Regions from separate parts of the Mus musculus genome. Here region 2 is linked to region 1. The links are chromatin contacts, called in public Hi-C maps. All regions are on one chromosome and are shown on one strand. Each heading gives the region's core, a stretch centred on a gene start, on an enhancer-like site or on the middle of the called end of the contact. The rest is flanking DNA. Distances are from core to core; before and after follow the strand shown.

What was found. Hi-C and Micro-C count contacts between places; a contact is called where the count stands out from the background.
Region 2: a contact with region 1 is called in a Hi-C map of bone marrow-derived macrophages, with 32 read pairs. The contact joins two enhancer-like sites. A contact is called at or near these places in 2 of 15 datasets of contacts at CTCF or cohesin (the NIH/3T3 cell line and large pre-B cells), 63 of 484 Hi-C or Micro-C datasets (the 3T3-L1 cell line, the 63-12 cell line, the AML12 cell line and 41 more), 11 of 115 datasets of contacts at active chromatin or transcription factors (CD8 T cells, the HPC-7 cell line, bone marrow-derived macrophages and 4 more) and 2 of 9 other capture datasets (adipose tissue and liver).

The regions. Positions count from the first base shown.
Region 1 is chr14:61,517,531-61,520,322 of GRCm38.p6, reverse strand. No RefSeq gene overlaps it. Among named protein-coding and RNA genes, the nearest start is that of 4930556J02Rik, 26 kb to the right of the region's middle. Within about 2 kb of position 1,417, at least 82 of the 459 cell types and tissues checked have an H3K27ac peak or open chromatin away from gene starts, as enhancers often do. A contact at or near this core is called in CD8 T cells, bone marrow-derived macrophages and regulatory T cells, where this site is marked.
Region 2 is chr14:61,326,632-61,329,331 of GRCm38.p6, reverse strand. No RefSeq gene overlaps it. Among named protein-coding and RNA genes, the nearest start is that of Gm25716, 15 kb to the left of the region's middle. Within about 2 kb of position 1,266, at least 164 of the 459 cell types and tissues checked have an H3K27ac peak or open chromatin away from gene starts, as enhancers often do. A contact at or near this core is called in CD8 T cells, bone marrow-derived macrophages and regulatory T cells, where this site is marked.

The sequences.
Region 1 (2,792 bases), core at 168-2,667:
GTGCACGCCTTTAATCCCAGCACTTGGGAGGCAGAGGCTGGCGGATTTCTGAGTTCGAGGCCAGCCTGGTTTACAGAGTGAGTTCCAGGACAGCCAGGGCTACACAGAGAAACCCTGTCTCACCCCCCACCCCCCAAAAAAGAACACCATAGGGACCTCATCCCCACTGGGCAGCCCTTTCTGAGCAGGGTATCTTGGATATGTGGGGAAAGGGTGTTAGGTTGGCCCACAGTGCTGTTGTTGGTTGTCAGCCATGATGCATAGAGCCAAAAATTAACCCATGCATGAGGGTTAGAAAACACATGTCTGTGATAAATTCCAAGTAGAAATAAATGTTCACAAAAGTTAATAGTCTCACATATTCTCATTTATACACTCTCACATATTCTCATGTATACATGTACATTCTCATACGCACACACATATATGCACATATGTGTATATGTATGTATGTATAATCTGCACTATATGGATATATTCCAGGGAACCATAACTAAGGGAACCCTGTGATGGGTAATCTTGATCATCACTTATATTGGATTAAACCAACATAATTATCAAATATGCCTGTGGGCCTGTCTGTGAGACCATATTTACAGACAGCTAGAGCATAAGGGTTCTGAGCAAAATCAGGGATTAACTACTTGATGGATTCATAACATGGCAGCATTCTTAGAAAACAGTAGAGGCAGGAATGAGGTCTAGCCAGAAGAACAGGACCTCTAGGGGCGTGTCCGTCTTAGGGTTTCATGACTGTGAACAGACACCATGACCAAGACAACTCTCATAAAGGGAAACATTTAATGGGTCTGGCTCAGAATTTCAGAGGTTCAATCCATTATCATCATGGCAGGAAACATGGCAGTGTGCAGACAGGCATGGTACTGGAGAAGCCCAGAGTTCTACATCTTTATCCAAAGGTAGCCTGGAGAGAGGACTCTCTTCACAGGCAGCTGAAAGAAGTTCTTATCCCCACTGGGTAGAGCTTGAACATAGGACCTCAAAACCCACCCCATAGTGACTCACTTCCTCCAAAAAGTCTACACCTACTCCAACAAGGACACACCACGTCCTTGGGCACTGCACAGCCACTTTTCATGGGCAAGCACATTCAAACCACCAGTGTCCTCGGGGCTCTTTCTTACTCTGGCCCCTTCCTACATTCCTCTCTCCTGCCTTCTAGCAGCCGCAGTGGGAGCCACTGCAAACGTCCCATCACCATCACCATCACCATCACTATCACCACACGCACACACACACACACACACACACACACACACACACACTCGCTGTCGGGAAAGCATGATCACAGTAAAGCCGTCTTCCTCTTGTTTCTGCCAACTGTGTGGTCACAGGGATGAGCAGGGTGAGTAACACAATCCTCCCCCAGATGAACGTCCCTGCTTCAAAATCTCCCATGACCACTCCACCACCACCCAACACAAGAGGAAGTAAGGCAGGAAAGCTGGGGCAGACACAGCCATTTGCTGCTTGTGGCTAAGTCTTATTTTTGTACATTTTTACCCAGACATGTGACCTGTGGTTATGTTGACAGAGTGCTCACAGACCTGAAAAGGCCTGGGTGAGCAATGGCTGCAGAGTCTCAGACTCATGAGACTTCAGTCATCAATCAGAGGAATAAAAAAGTTTAATAAGCCGGGCATGGTGGTGCATGCCTTTAATCCCAGCACTTGGGAGGCAGAGGCAGGTGGATTTCTGAGTTCAAGGCCAGCCTGGTCTACAAAGTGAGTTCCAGAACAGCCAGGGCTATACAGAGCAACCCTGTCTCGAAAAACCAAAAAGAAAGAAAGGAGGAAAGAAAAGAAAAGAAAAGAAGAGAAGAGAAGAGAAGAGAAGAGAAGAGAAGAGAAAAGAAAAGAAAAGAAAAGAGAAAAAAGAAAAGAAAATAAAAGAAAAAAAAGTTTAATAAACTGGAAGGGTGAATGGGCGACCTCTCCATTAAAATTCTCACAGAGACGTGCTTCAGTGGCCTTCGCAGAGTCAGCCCATGGAGGAGAGGGTCCCGCAAATACATTTGCTTTGGGTGACATTAGCTACTTTAAACATCAACCACCTGTGAGGTTATTGCCACAGCTGCTGAACCTGAATTTCATCCGTTCCAGGCTTCACCCAATTGATAGGAAATTCCAAAGGCTGAAGAAGACACCCCTCACCCTCCACCCCCAGCCAGAGAGGAAGGACCAGATCTGCAGACTCCCGTCCCCAGGAGTCTGGCACAACACATCTCCACGAGCAAGGCAAAACAGCTAAACAGAGACAAGAGATGCAGAAGCAGAGTCCCAGGCGACTGAGAGTCTATAGCTCTGCCGTGACAGCGCTTATTCCAGCCTCCATGTCTACAGCTCTGCCGTGACAGCGCTTATTCCAGCCTCCATGTCTATAGCTCTGCCATGACAGCGCTTATTCCAGCCTCCATGTCTACAGCTCTGCCGTGACAGCGCTTATTCCAGCCTCCATGTCTATAGCTCTGCCGTGACAGCGCTTATTCCAGCCTCCATGTCTACAGCTCTGCCGTGACAGCGCTTATTCCAGCCTCCATGTCTACAAGCTCTGCCGTGACAGCGCTTATTCCAGCCTCCATGTCTACAGCTCTGCCGTGACAGCGCTTATTCCAGCCTCCATGTCTACAGCTCTGCCGTGACAGCGCTTATTCCAGCCTCCATGTCTACAGCTCTGCCGTGACAGCACTTATTCCAGCCTCCATGTCTACAGCTCTGCTGTGAAACAGCACTTATTCCAGTCTCCATGTTTGTTTCATTTGCTTTTGTTGT
Region 2 (2,700 bases), core at 17-2,516, 190 kb after region 1:
AAATACCTGGGTGGCTTCTACATTTCTATCCAACGGATACACTCCAAAATAGCCAACGGACAAAGATCTTGAGTTCTTATGCCAGGGTAGGAAAATAAGGTTGAGGGGAAATATAAAGGGATGAGGATAAGGTTTTTTTTTGTTTTGTTTTGTTTTGTTTGCTTGTTTGTTTTTTGTTTTTCGAGACAAGGTTTCTCTGTGTAGCCCTGGCTGTCCTGGAACTCACTCTGTAGACCAGGCTTGGCCTCAAACTCAGAAATCTGCCTGCCTCTGCCTCCCAAGTGCTGGTATCAAAGGCATGCGCCACCACTGCCCGGCGAGGATAAGGTTTTAATTGTGGGATAATCAATAGGACAGTGAATTTTAGTAACATGGAGTGAAAGCATGCTGAGTTCACAGGGCTAGGACAGAAGTTGCTGGAACCCATTGGTGGAAAGCCAGCAGCCCTTCAGAGAGGGCCATGTTAGAGAGCAGAAAATGTGAACAGGGAAATCTGGGGGTCAGGCTGAGAGATGCTCAGCATTAGGAGAACACGCGGCTTTGGTTAAGCCACTTTCTGTGGGTGTGCTGAGGATCCACGAACACGTTCCCATGCTTCTGGGACAGGCACTTTACCCACTGAGCCATCTTGCCAGCCCCCTTTGGTAGCTTCTTTGAGGAGTCTGTCCTTTGAGGAGTCAGACAAGTGGGACTTCCCGCAACTGGATGGAGAAGTGTCAGTCCCAGGAAACCCCACTAGAGGCCCACAGAACCTGAAGGGAAAGCCCTGAAGGAAGGGAGTGGGAGACAGGCGCTTCATACCCCACACCGGCTCCTTTACAGCCATCCCCATCATTTCCAGGCTGGTGGAGGGCTCTGTGGGTTTAATCTTGGTTTGGGGTGGGTCTGTGAGCATCACAGTTCTGTGAGGTCTCTGGACCCCACCTCCCTGCTGGATGGCTGCGGATTTCACAGCCAGCTGTCTCTCTTTGTAGTCCTATACGATTCCCCTCATCTTGTCTCAAACCTCACAGTATTTGTTGGCGTTGAAGCCTGAATTAGACCCCAGCAGCTGGAGAGAGTGTTCGTGATTGGTGGTGAAGGCATCAGAATACAGATCTGGGGATGCAGCACCGAGGCTGGCAGAGCGCTTGCTCAGCACCGGAACTAAACAGTAGATTCCTTTCCTGCTAATGCCAGTCACCACGCCTCCGCTAGACAGTGCTGTCAGCTCTCCGGCGCAGTGTTCTGCTCGCTATGGAGTCTTGTGCGCATGCTCAACACTGCATCCTGTCCACCCCTGACTGCCAAGTCTTTCGGTGTCTATTTCCATCCTCCTATCAAAGGCTCTGATGGGTCCTGCAGTGGGGAAAAAAATCTTGCTAGAGCCTGGAACCTGCCTCCCAGTCACCCACATCCGTCAGGGCTGCTTTACAGGTTACACGGAACCAGGACACTGGCACCTCATGAGGGTGTCACCTGCTTTGACTTGTGGCTGCCCTCTACCCCAGATGGACTGACTCCTGCTGACATGGAACTTGAGCCCATCTCTTCCTGAGCCAGCCCAGTCTGGCCCGTCTGCTCAGCCTGTACCCACTCCACACCCCACACCGGCTGCCATTCAGTCCCCACTGGTTTGCTATGGCTGCAGGGAATCAGAGTCCCTTAAATGTCCACATTTACAGCCATCATCACTGTCACTCCGCAGAGGGATGCCCTGAGGCCCTGCTCACCTTACAGCTGAGGATCCCCCTCCCCCTCCCCTCCCATCCCCCACCCCCTGCACTGTGGCTCCTAGCTTGTTACTTGGAAGAACAAGAGTTAACTCTCATCCCTCCTGTAACAGACACTTTCTTTTTCCCCTTCTCCCAAAATAGGCATCTGGTTAAATGAGTACTTAGTGTTTATGTTCTTAGGACTATGCAAATGTTGTTTACAACTGAGCTATTTAGGGTAGTGGGGTTACATTTCTCTTTAGTACAGTCCCCCCCCCCCCAGGTTATAATTTCTCTCTTTTTTCCTGCTTAGTTTTCTACCTACTTATCAATAATGCCACTCCAAACTCTATTAAAACTGAAACCTTGGGGCTGGTGAGATGGCTCAGCGGGTAAATCCTAGCAACCGCGTGGTGACTCACAACTACTCATAATGAGATCTGACGCCCTCTTCTGGTGCGTCTGAAGACAGCTACAGTGATAATAATGAGCGAGTGAGGCCAACCTGAGAGAGCAGAGGTCCTAAATTCAATTCCCAACAACCAGATGAAGGCTCACAACTATCTGTACAGCTACAGTGTGTACTCATATACATAAAATAAATAAATCTTAAAAAACTAAATACCTGAAACCTTGGACGGAGGGAGGAGGCACTTTGGGGAAATGTCACCTGAGTTAGTTGCTCGCTCTGACTTACAACCGTATCTCTTGGGATACTGAGGCGGCAGGTGCTATAGAATGGGGAGGGCTGGGGAGACAGCTGGCTCTGTGGTTAGAGCTCTGGCTACTCATCTCACTCAGTATCCAGGTTCGGTTCCCAGCACCCACATGACAGCTCACAACTCCAGTCCCACAGGGCCTGGTGCTCTCTTGTAGCCTCTGTGGGTACAAGTCATGTGTGTATAAGTCCATACATTCAAGCAAATACACATTTTAAGATACTTTTAAAAAAAAGCCAAACTGAAAATTTTACAGGTATAAGTAAGTAAGTCGGTGTTTGATAGGC